2 separate regions of the Rattus norvegicus genome follow, and region 2 is linked to region 1. The links are chromatin contacts, called in public Hi-C maps. All regions are on one chromosome and are shown on one strand. Each heading gives the region's core, a stretch centred on a gene start, on an enhancer-like site or on the middle of the called end of the contact. The rest is flanking DNA. Distances are from core to core; before and after follow the strand shown. Region 1 has its middle 60 kb from the start of Trnat-agu8. Region 2 holds the start of Ndufs4 (NADH:ubiquinone oxidoreductase subunit S4).

Region 1 (6,370 bases), core at 3,155-5,654:
TTTATGTTTTATGCCGTCCCAGCTGATCAAGTGTTCCTGCCATTCTACTGGTATTGCCCAGTGCACAGAAACACAACTGAACTATCGTGCTTACCTCTTCCCCACCCCTCCCTCCCCAGCTCTCCTGTCCTATAACTTTAGTGTATTTGGCAGATAGTTCTTAAAAATGTTTTGGTTGCTTAATTTGTTTTGTGTGCATGAGAGAGAAAGAGAGAGAGAGAGAGAGAGAGAGAGAGAGAGAGAGAAAGAAAGAGAGAGAGAGAAAGAGAGAGAAAGAGAGAGAGAGAAAGAGAGAGAGAGAGAGAGGTTTTCAGAGTTTTTAGGGGCCTTCTTTACATAAGATTAAGCCATCTGCAAAAAGAGATAATTCTTATTAGATGACTTTTGCATTTTTCTTGCTTACCATAGTGGGTAGAAATGGGTGTGGTAAGAAGGCCAGTTCCCTGTCCTGTTCCTGACTTCAGAAGACAAATGATAGCACGTCATCTGTGGGATGCTAGCTGTGTGTGTCATACATGACCTTTATTATGTTCACATGCATTCTTTCTATGCCAAGTTTGCCTCAGGTTTATTACTGCTCATTTGTTTGTTTTTGGAGATGAGGTCTCCTGATATATTCTAGGCTGGCTTTGAATTGGTGATGTGACCTGGGCTTCTCCTGAGTTTGCAACTTCTCGATCACTGGGATCTGAGGCTTCTGGCATCTCCCCTGGCTTGAGAGTTTCTGTGCTGAGCGGCTGCTGCAATGTTGCGTGTGATTTAAGATTGCTTCTATGGTGATGACCATGTTTGACTTTCATTCTAATCAAGTAATGTCTCACATTTATAAGTTCTGAAATGACGAACAATTACTGAATGACGAGAATAGAGCCTGTGAGCTCACGATGCGGCATTGTTTTAATGTGCTGTTTAGATTTTAATGTTTTCTTGAGATACATATATTCCTGGGAAATACTGGTCTTTTATTTTCTTAAGGTTTTTGCCTGACTCCTTATCAGGTCATGTGGGCTCACGAAATGGACGTTTTCTCCCTCTCTACACTTCGGTAGGAGCTTGGAAAAGCTCGACCATTACTCCTCAGAATGGGTCATAGAATTAACAGATGGAGACATCAAGTCTTGAGCTTTTCTTTGTCAAGAAGCCTTTAATTACTGATTTAATTTCCTCACTCATTGTTCTGTGTCGATTTATTGTTTTCCATGACTCAGATAGGTTAAATATGTTTAGGAAATTTTCTCTCTTGTGAAAGTGTGAGCAGTATGCTGGCAATGATGGGCTGACAATCCTCCTCTGATGGAACCTGTTGTGCTGTTTGTTTCCTCTTTCCTTTTGTTCAAATTCTTTCTTCTTTTCTATCTAGCCAAAGGTTTCTTAATTTTATCTTTAAAAAAATAGTTTATGACATTCTCTCCTTTCTTAGGCTAATCTGTGGCTCGGTTTGCTATTTAAACCTCCTTGGAGTGTAAGCTTTTTTTTTTTTTTTTTTTTTTTTTGGAGTTTCTCTTTTTCTCAGTGTAGATATTTATTACGGCTATAAAGTTTCCTCTTTAAACTGTGTTTGCCGCACACTGCAAGCTCCGGTATGTTGTCTTTCCGTTCTTATTTGTCTCAAGATACGTTTTTATTTCCCTTCTGAAATTGTTTACATATTTGTGCGGATTCCTCCTCTTACTGGTTTCTAGTTTCATACTGTTATGATTAGGAAAGGTATTTAATTCTCCTTAAGTTTATTAAGACTTGTGGCCTACCATATGATATTCTGGAGGACATTCTGTGTGTTGAGGAAGAATGTTTCATTCTCTTCCTGCTGACTTGAACAGTCTGGTTGCTTTAGTTAGCTCTGTTTGGCTTATGGTCAAGACTATAGTTTTCTGGTGGGCTCCTCTATTTATTGCTGGAAATTATTACTGTTTTGCTGTCCACTCCCATCAGTCTGCTTTCATTTGCATGCTGTGGCCCTGGCTGCATGTCTGCTCACAACTTTGAACAGTTTTTGTTGTTGCTTTGTTTGTTTTTAATTTTTGAAACAGGGTGTCACTGCATAGCCCTGGCTGACCTTGAACTCATGGAGATCTCCCTGCCTCTGCCTCCTAACTGCTGAGATTAAAGGCTTGCTCCACATGCATGTTACATAATTTTTTGATGAATTGAAGCCTAGATTATTATATTTTTGCTACCTTCGTCTCTGTGATAGGTTTTGTAGCTGGTGTTTATTTTTTATTTTTTTATTATTATTTTTTTTAATTTTCTGAGACAAGCCATAGGGATGACAGTACACTGGATTAACCATGTGATTCCAGGATTATTAGGGGTTAAGATGGTTCTTCGTGTCTCCCCTTTAGCCAGGGGGAAAGCTAAGACTTGAACAACAGTGGAGAAGGATAGGGCCCTTAGTGGGCAGAAGGCCAACCATTTTATCCCACCACAAACTTTGAAATAAAATCTTCAGACTAGAAGATCAGATTTGAACCTCTTCTCCTCTCTTTTCTCATTTCTCTCTTATCCCTTTTACCTTTCTCCTCAACTCTCTCATATAATCTAGGCTGCCTTGTGATCCTCCTGTCTCAGCCTTCTGAATGCTGGTTTTAAAGGCTTGCTGAGGTATGCCTGAGACATTTTTGACAGTCGATTTTACCTAAGCAAAGAGACTTTACTTATTTTGGGGTACTATATCACCCAATATTTTTCTTTTATCCTTTTGATATGAACAGAAGGAAACGTCGATGAGTGTTTTAGGGTCAGGGGGACCCTAAAATACAGCAGTTCAGCAGTTGTCCTTGATGCCTCTGGTCCTGTTAGCAGATCTCTGTTGGTCAGAGGGCAGGACTGGCAAGCAGCATTTAAGGGCACTCTTCTGTCCTGGTTTCTCCTTCTCATCTTTCTTTCTCTTTACATGACAATTCAATGAGCACATCAGCCTTGGAGACATGTGTGATCAGATGCCTCACACACATTTCCCGCCCTGGAAGGTGTGCCGAAATACCAGCCAAGTCACCGGGATGAGTGAACACTTGGGGGTTGGATCAACCTGAGGGACCACTTCCTTTCCCGTGGTTCTACCCAGAAAGGCCTCATTAACCTCTAGAAAAGACCCTGAGTGGCAGCCCCTTGAGAGCTTTGCTTGTTTGCTTTTAAACTATTGTCCACAATAAAAGTCTTTTCTGAAACTTATTCAAGTTCTGGAAATGGAAGACTAAGAAACTACTAGTTCTCAGTGGCTATGGTGGCTGTTGATTGTCCCAGACCCTAGCCCCTGAATTATGTTCACTGAAGTCAATCAAGGCTCCACCATAGCCAGTGGCCCTCCCTCACACTCCTCCGTGCTCCCTCACGCTCCTCCATACTCCCCCACATCCTCCTACACATCTCACTTGTACTTTGTGTTTTTAATGCCCAAGTTTGGGGCTTTTGTGTGTCTGGTTTCCTTTTTTTTTTTTAACCACCACATCTTTTAATGCTTCCAGCACTCTGCCTTCTGATGAAACAATTTTAGCCAAGGACATTTAAGGGCACTGTAGATAGGGAAGCATTTGCCATTCATGGTTCTCTGACTCTTGTGTAGTCTTCGACTCTTCATTTCTTTGTGTTGATTTGATTTTTTCTTTTTGTAATGACAGGTTTTTATTCCTTTTGATGGTGTGTCTAAAATACTGTATCTATGGTTATTTTTGATAACTTTTGCTAGATAGCTAGAGACCAGCAGATTTTTGAAGGCCAGTGATGATGGATTCCTTCCTTGTAATCCCCCAGCTTGTAGACACTTGAGCAGAAGCAAGAGGAGTCCACTTGTTCCTGGACTTGGTGCTCCTATATTACCTGTCACCACTCCCAAGGCAAATTAGAAGACAGAGATTAGATGAGGAGAGAGCTTTGAGTTGGGAAAATGGGACAAAAGCTGTCTTAAAGCAAGGTGTTTCCCATTTCCCAAAAGGGAAAGATCTCAGGATTTTCTTGGGGAGATGGGTGGAAGATGTCAGATACGCTATGGTCCTTCAGATCTGACCTCTAGAGGCTTGCTCTGTCTTTGACTTGAAAATGAACTCAGGCCCATTAAGACTCTTTCATTTGGGGGCTGAAAAGTAGCAGGCAAAAGCACTGGGAGCCGTCCCAGCAGCAGTTCAAATGCCCTCGTGAAAGGGGACGAATGCAGTACAGCAGCTCTCAAAACGTGAAGGTCTCCGCGACAGCACAGCTACAGGTAAGAGAAGAAGCAAGAAGGTAGAAGTCGCCGGGGCCAAGGGACCGCATCGCCGGAGGAGCAGAGGGATGGCTCTTTCTCCCAGGCTTTTGTTTTCCTTTTAGATTCATTTTGGGTTTTGCTGCAATTTGTTCTAATCTGCTAGTCTGTTACATGTTACTCATCCAAAGGAGGAAATCTGAGTCACGTCCCTGGCCCTGGGTAGAGACTCGGACTTCTGAGCTGGCTGGAAGGTCAAAAGTTTACTATCTAACCGGAGGCCTCACACACTGTAACTTCTCCTTTAAGAGCCAACCCACACCGGACTGTCAGTCACCTAGACATAAACCGTCCCTCAGGAGCGATGTCTGTTCCAAGATTTAGAAACAATACAAAGCCTACCTAAACACGTAGCTCCCTTTGGCCGTCGCCCACTCAGTCCACTATATCTTGTAATAAACCCTGCTTAGCTTCTGCTCTGGGCTGCATGTGTCTCATCTGAATTCTTTCAAGGGGGAGCACCAGGAAGGGAGGTGAAGGGGAGGCTGGAGCAATGTCCTGGTGAGGGTTAGAACATTCTGAATTTGTGTGGATGCCGGCTTTTGCCGGATGCCGAGTTTTGTCTTTGTGTGTTTTATGTCGATAATTAACTATCTGTTGCTTCAACTGCCTGCTATGTGGCAGATCTTAGGATGGAATCTCTTTCTGTTACTCAGTTGGGGAAAGCCTTCTCTGTCACCCATATCGGGATTCAGGGCTAACTTTGCTGTGATGGATTTTTGGTTGGCCGACTTGTACCCCCCCCCCCTTTTTTTTTTTTTTTTTTTTTGATTTGTCTGTATCAGTTAACCTTCCTGCACTAAATGTTTCTGCTTAGAAATCTGCTTGTAGTCATATGGGGATTTCCCTTACAAGCAGTGAGTCTTTTTTTTTTTTTTTTTTTTTTTTTGGCTGTTTTCAAGAGCCTTTGTCATTGATTTCTGACAATATGTTTATCCTGTGTCTCCATGAAAACCTTATTTCAGTTTGCTTAGAGTATTCTGGGCTTTGCATATACTCATTCCCCCCATGGACTTTGGTTATTTCTTCTCTAGACTACATTTCTACCTTTCTTTCTTTTCCAATCCTCTCTGAACATGCCTGTGGCCTATAGCTTTCTCTTTTGGGGCTCTTACTCTCAGTAATAAAGTCATTTCACAATGAACCCGAAAGGAAGGTCAAAGACAAGTTTATTAGCGTGCGAGAGAAAAACCACAGGGCAGGGAAGCTGCAGACTTCACAGTTGACAGAAGGGAAAATGGAGACGAGAGAAAACCAGGCAGTTTGCAATGGAGGTCTGTAGATAACCACGTGACAAAAGATCTTCAAAGAAACGGGGAAGCCCAGAGGGCCAAGGAAAGCATGTTCTGCTTTGGGTCAGTATCTGAGGAACAAATAGGGCAGAGTTATGCTCTTTTGAGTCCTAACTCAGAGGTCAGATTAGCATGGTGGCATGCTCTGCAAGTGTCCCCAGCAATTGGAGCTGAGAAATTGTTTCTGGGAAGGAAAGATACATTGTCTCATTCAGGGAATGATAATCCCTTCCACCCCCTTTGGCCAGCCTGAAATGCTAAGTTTCCACCTTGAACAAGAGGTAGAATTTAGAACAAAGCCCAGATGCCTTCACCTTATCTTAGAATTCCATTGGATGAGAAGGCTGGTCCTCACATCTCTAACGTCCCCAGGGAATGAAAAGCAGCATCCAGAGCTTCTGCTGCCCCAGTTTCTTTTCTTCTTCCTTTTGTGCGAGTCTGCTGTTTGCTCCCTGAATTTTTATTTCGGTCATTACATTTTTCACTTCCAGAGTTTTGGCTGGTTTTTTTCTAGCCTCTTCTCTTTGCTTGTTTTCTTCATGTATAATTAATTTCCCATCTAGCCCTCTCCTGATGTTTGCTTGCTAACTGGGCTACCTTAGATTATTATACTGAGTTCTCCGTAGCAGGTAGCTGGTGGAAGTGGTGGCCACACCAAAGCTTCACTTTTCTTACTGCTGCTGTCGTCTTAGTGGCTCTGTGTTCTTTAAGACGTGCATTGCTGTCTCTCTATTTGCAGACAGAGGCATCGCCTTGTGTGCTGACTGCCTTACTGTTCCGCCCATGAAGGGATTCTAAGGGTCTCTTAGACCTTTTATATAAATGTGCCCACTTCAGTTTT
Region 2 (6,390 bases), core at 893-3,392, 120 kb after region 1:
TGTGGTAGTGTGAAGTCAAAATTATTTTCCCTGGCTTTTAATTTTTTAACTATGAAACAAGCGTGATCTCATATAATTTATATATGCTATTTTCAAATCTATAATAACATATTTACAAGCAAATCCTGTTAAGTTTAGATGTGTAGTAATAGCTCTCCATTCGTAAAACCTTGTATTATCTTAATTTCAACTACCATAATTATTGAGAAATACACTGATGGTCCCTTAAATTTGTTTTCAGTTCAAGTTCTATAAAGAGCACATTAGTCTTACCTTATGTAAGTAATATGTTAAGTGGAAAGATCTAAACTAGATCACCACCATGTTAGCCATAAGTAATCACTGGAGTATTCCATCTTAAAGAACAATTTGGTATTTCCCAAGTTCCTCGTATGTAAAGCACTTAATTATAAATTTATCTTTTTCTTCCCACCGGTATTACAATATTTATTTTCCAGTGACTGTATACTATATATATGTACTGCTCTACGACTGCCTACAGAACACCCATCCCCCAACGCATACAGTTTTGCAACTCTGGAGTGCTGGGATTAGAGTTTATGTGCCCAAGGAAGGTTTTATTAGGTGCTAGAGACTGAACCCAGCAGTACTTCATGAATGCTAGGCCTCTCTGTACCAAGTCAACTACATCCCCAGTCTCTGAAAACTTTTACAAATCTCCTGACTTTATCCAGGGCAACCTTTCTTTCCCACCAAACAACCACTACTTAAAACTGCAACAAAATTTGCCTCCAAAAGTTCTAACCAGCTCATTTTAACTCTCTATTCCCTCTATATTGAGCTTAACGCTAAATCAACAAACACTTTGATAGATCCTGTTTTCCTTTATATTTTTAAAAGCTATTTAATGGTTTTGCTTTGTTTGAGACAGGGTCTCTTTAAATAGCCCTGGTTGTCCTGGAACTCACAGAGATCCAACTGCCTCTGGCTCTGCTCTCCAGAGCTAGTGTGTCTGACTTTTCCTTTTTTTTTTTTTTTTTTTTTTCTTATTTAAGTACCATATTCTTCCCACCCCTTACAGTCTTCTATCTTCACTGTAAACATTTAATGTAATCTCCACATCATGCAGCTGTCAATATAAGGCCACTGCGAAACAAGTGATAAAACACAGTACCTCATAGATTAAAATGCTTATGCGTAAACATGTACTAATAAAAAGTTCAGGAAAAGAGAACTATGTAAAATAATGTAATGCCGCGGGAGACGGCGGGGGCGGGGGGAGGACAGTCACCACAAAAATAACTCAAGATAACAATTAACAATGCTTTCACTAGGGTTAGTTAAAAAAAAAAAAAAAAAAAAAAAGTACATGAGAAACCTTCCAGCACTATTTAGAACTATCTTTCTGGCGGGCAGATCTGAGTTCCAGGCCACTTAGGGCTACATAGTGTGATTCTGTCTCAAACAAACGAAATAAATAGATAAAAATAAAAGCCACCTTATTGCCTGAGGGCGTAGCTCGGTGGTGGAGCTCAAGCCTCGGACGCACAGTCAGGGGTTCCATTCCTACTACACATAGAAAACAGGTACGCTATAACCTTCCGATGAATATTACTATAAACCCTGAAGTCCTAAGAAGTTTTCCTCTTATGCAAAATAATGAATACAACATCCTTTCTGTTCAGAAGCTCAGTCGACAGTAACTAATGCCAGGGAAAGGAAAGCAGGGATTTACCCTTTCAGGCTGGAATGGGGCAAACAGGTGACAAACGGAAGGGATGCAAGGACATTGGGAGAGAAGTCGCCCAGACTCCTCCCCTTCTCAGGAGCCACAGTCCGGTTCACAGCTCCTCCGCATAGACCCTCACCCGCAGCTGCAGACCCAGGGCTCCCGAGAACCCGAGGCTCCATAGGCGCCTTGCGGGAGACCAGAGTCCGTCCCCGCATCCCGAGGAAGGGTCAGAGGAGGACGCGTTCCCAAGACCGCCTCCAGGGCCCAGCAGGCCCGGCCCCCGCCAAAGTGGAGCGACCTGGGAATCCTGAATGAATAGCTCGACTAGGCTGACAATTATGTTACCTGGATGGAACTCTGCAGACGGAAACCGCAGCTGTAGCTACTGCCCTTTGCCTCAACAACGCCTGTCTCAGCGACACTGACATTGAGACCGCCGCCATCTTCCTGTGGGCAAACGCCAGGATGGGAGTACGGATCCCCGCTAGGGACTCACTTCCTTCGTTCTCAAAGCAGTGCGGCCGCAAAAACACAAATCATGTTGTGTTTGTTTTCTTTTTGATATTGAGAGTCTAGAAAAGAGATAAAAGATCTAGTTAAAGGAAATAAGGAGGAAAATGGATGAAAAAAATTTAGTGAATGGAGAAGTAATACTTGTTAGTAAGGTTGGTCATTTACACTGAGGCTGAGAAGCCCCAAAGAAAACACTTCAAAAATATAAACACCTGTAACTCATAATTTTTCAAAGAACTCAGAATATCTGAGACTGAGCCCACTGGAAGAGCCGGAGGGCTCCTTGAGTCTTTGAGAAACTAAAGTAGTACTTTCCCAAAGTGTTGCCAGATTCCGTTTGCAAGCCTTCATAACAGGCTGCACTCAGTTTGATGGTCTGTAGTTATAATAATCATATTTTCCACACTAAAAATCTGGCCTCGCCAAAGATAAAAAAAAAATAGGAAGAAAGAACATATGGATTTACATGAAATCTGGTGGGGGCTGGGGATGTAGCTCAGTAGGTAGAGCGCTTGCCTGGCAAGCAGGTAGCCAAAGGCATTGGTGATCTGTTCTTGTAAGCCTTTGATTTCTGGTAAGACTTGGATTTAAGGCTGAGGGTAGAGGATAGAAGACTGTCTCTGGAACTACCTAGCAAACACCTCGCCCCCATCCCCCACCCGGAAAAGGGGCGGAGCCATTTCGATTACTCTTCCTAACTCCATCATCCCTTTCATATGTTACCCATCCCATTCTAATGACTATTAAAAGAAACAATAACCAAAGATTATAAACTATAACCAGGTTTAACTGCCAAGAGTCTTATCTATTCTTACCTGGCTCTTCCGTACTTCAACAACAAACCTTTTCTTTTTCTTTCTTCCAAGTCTGGGGCTTCGAATCCAGGGCAAGTGTGCAATTGATCACTAAACTACATTCCTAGCCTCTTTGTTTCTTGTTAAGAGACAGGATCTCTCGATGTTATCCAGGCTAAACTGCAACTTACAATCCTCCTCCTTCAGCCTCCAGAGTATTAACATAGCTTCTCATCCACTAATGTTTTCAACGTCGTTTCTCAAATGATAACCCAACATTAATGAGAGAATATTAGTTTTGCAAGAACTTATTTAACAGATCGCCTAAAAAATGATTTTATATTGATATAGTATTGATCTAGGTATTTATAATACCTGTGATGATTCTTTTTAAGTTTGTTCATTTATATGTGTGTCTTAGTTAGGTTTTACTGTGAACTGACACCATGACCTAGGCAACTCTTATAAGGACAACATTTAATTGGGTCTGACTTATAGGTTCAGAGAATCAGTCCAGTATCATCAAGGCTATCATCAAGGCAGGAGCATGACAATGTCCAGGCAAGCATGGCAGGTAGGGCTGAAAGTTCTACATCTTCATCTGAAGACTACTAGCAGAATATTGGCTTCCAGGCAACTAGGATCAAGGTGTTAAGTCCACTCCCACAGTGACACACCTACTACTCCAATAAGGCCACCTCTTAATAGTGCCACCCCCTGGGCCAAGCATATACAAACTGTCCCAGTGTGTATGCATGCAAATGTGTGCCATGTCCTATGTGGAGGTTGGAGAACAACTTCAGCAGTCAGTTTTCTCATTCCAACTAATGTCATAGGCTTGGTGGCAAGCACTTTACCACTGAACTGTCTACCCAAGTCATAGGGTGGTTCTTAGTTCCTCTTTTTGCCTCAACCTTTCAAATATATTCAGAATTTGACTATGTTCTCTGCCTCTCCTAGTAGTACTCTGATCCAAACCACAGTCCCCTTTGGTAGGGATGTTTGCATTTGCCCAATGTGCTTTAGCCCAGCAATCGGAGCTATTGGGTCAGAAGTCACACATTCCCTTCTTTTCTATTAAACACCCCAAGGTGTGCTCATCAGCAGAAAACCCAGACACTGACTGTATTATGATATTTTAAGGCCAATGTAGGGGTGAAGATGTAGCTCAATGGGATGACATATGTTTATCATGTAGATGCACCTGGTTTCAGTCCCAATGCTGGAGGGAAAAAGACTCCTGACTTCTCTTCTTACTCTGTTCTCCTTCGGTTGTTATACTCTAAACCCAATAGGTATTTCCAGAATGTACCAGGCACACTTGTCTGAAAGACTTTACCTTAGATATTTTCCAGGCCCAGGATGCTTTTCTAGCATCTGGAATACTCTTCTCCCATTGATCTCCTCTTTCTCTTGCCCCTGCTCTCTGTCTCTGTCCTTCACCCTACAGTTTTGCTCACATGTCACGTTCATTGACAGGCTCTTTCTAACCTCTAATTTCACTCCCACCCTAGACATCTCTATAAGAATTTCCAGACTGCTTTTTTCTTTTCTTAGCATTTTGTAGGTTTTAGTCCTTTGTGAACATTCTATGATATGACTTGTGAAGCAAGAGCAAAAATCCTTCAAGAAATAGGATTTATTTCATTTTTTATGATTCATTTATTTTTATTTACATTCATTGATGTTTTGCCTGCATGTATGCCCATGCAGGTGTTGGATCCCTTGGAAATGGTCTCAGACATTTGGGAGCTGCCACGTGGGTGCCCAAGATTGAAAGAGCAGCTTGAATTCTCAACTGCTAAGCCATTTCTCCAGCCCCTAAGATCAACTTTCTAGTGGCTTTTCTTACCTCTGGGAACAATTTATTTTTTAAATTCTGCAATAAATAATGATCAAATAAACATTTTTTATCTTACTTACAATAATTACCAAGCTATATAATTTTATTCTCACTATACCTAAATGTAGACCGTGGTCCATACTGGATTATCAAATCCTGACTGCCAATTTATATAACACTGATTTACGAATCTTTCCAATGGATTATCATTGCTTTGCGGGGGGGCAAAGAGAAAATACCTGATCAGCTCAAAACGGGCTATTTCCTGTCTTCTTCTCCAGCCCCTTCCACTATGCTCACCAGAAGTTTTTCTGTCTAGTGCCCCAGTCTCCCATGGGCTGTTGCTGCCTGGAGGGCTCTTTCTTCCCAATTCCCTAATTACTCCCTGGGCCTCCAGATCCTATCTATTACTTCGTATCATTGTATAAGGTAGCAGCTACAACTCTACTCATCCTACATCCCTCTTCCTTGTTGATGGAACCTAACACAAAATGAGACCATAACAGCTATATGCTTGCTTTCCCTGAAGAGATCTTGCAGTAGCACATTACTATGTCCAGAGGGATCTGGAAATCCCTTATTAGAAAGGCTTCCTGAGAGCTGGAAAGAACCCAGCTGCCCTTCAACAGAGGAATGGATACAGAAAATGTGGTACATCTACACAATGGAATATTACTCAGCTATCAAAAACAATGACTTTATGAAATTCGTAGGCAAATGGAGGGAACTGGATAATATCATCCTGAGTGAGGTAACCCAATCACAGAAAAACACACATGGTATGTACTCATTGATAAGTGGATATTAGCCCAAATGCTTGAATTACCCTAGATGCACAGAACACATGAAACTCAAGAAGGATGACCAAAATGCGAATGCTTCACTCCTTCTCTAAAAGGGGAACAAGAATACCCTTGGCAGGGAATAGGGAGGCAAAGATTAAAACAGAGGCTGAAGGAACACCCATTCAGAGCCTGCCCCACATGTGACCCATACATATACAGCCACCCAATTAGACAAGATGGATGAAGCAAAGAAGTGCAGGCCGACAGGAACCAGATGTAGATCTCTCCTGAGAGACACAGCCAGAATAGAGCAAGTACAGAGGCGAATGCCAGCAGCAAACCACTGAACTGAGAACAGGACCCCCGTTGAAGGAATCAGAGAAAGAACTGGAAGAACTTGAAGGGGCTCAAGACCCCATATGAAGAACAGTGCCAAGCAACCAGAGCCTCCAGGGACTAAGCCACTACCCAAAGTCTATACATGGACTGACCCTGGGCTCCAACCTCATAGGTAGCAATGAATAGCCTAGTAAGAGCACCAGTGGAAGGGGAAGCCCTTGGTCCTGCCAAGACTGAACCCCCAGTGAACGTGATTGTTGGGGGGAGGGTGGCAATGGGGGGAGGATGGGAAGGGGAACAGCCATAGAGAAGGAGATGGGGAGGGGTTAGGGGGATGTTGGCCCAGAAAGCAGGAAGGGGAATAAAAATCGAAATGTAAATAAGAAATACTCAGGTTAATAAAAAAATAAAAATAAAAAATAA

What was found. Hi-C and Micro-C count contacts between places; a contact is called where the count stands out from the background.
Region 2: a contact with region 1 is called in a Hi-C map of liver, with 1.9 times the contacts expected there. The contact joins the promoter of Ndufs4 here to the enhancer-like site in region 1. A contact is called at or near these places in 2 of 12 Hi-C or Micro-C datasets (both in liver).

The regions. Positions count from the first base shown.
Region 1 is chr2:47,667,972-47,674,341 of GRCr8, forward strand. No RefSeq gene overlaps it. Among named protein-coding and RNA genes, the nearest start is that of Trnat-agu8, 60 kb to the right of the region's middle. Within about 2 kb of position 4,405, at least 5 of the 93 cell types and tissues checked have an H3K27ac peak or open chromatin away from gene starts, as enhancers often do. A contact at or near this core is called in liver, where this site is marked.
Region 2 is chr2:47,792,772-47,799,161 of GRCr8, forward strand. It overlaps Ndufs4 (NADH:ubiquinone oxidoreductase subunit S4), which reads right to left and starts at 2,143. Exons shown (of 5, transcript NM_001025146.1): 1 at 2,039-2,143. The coding sequence starts at 2,136.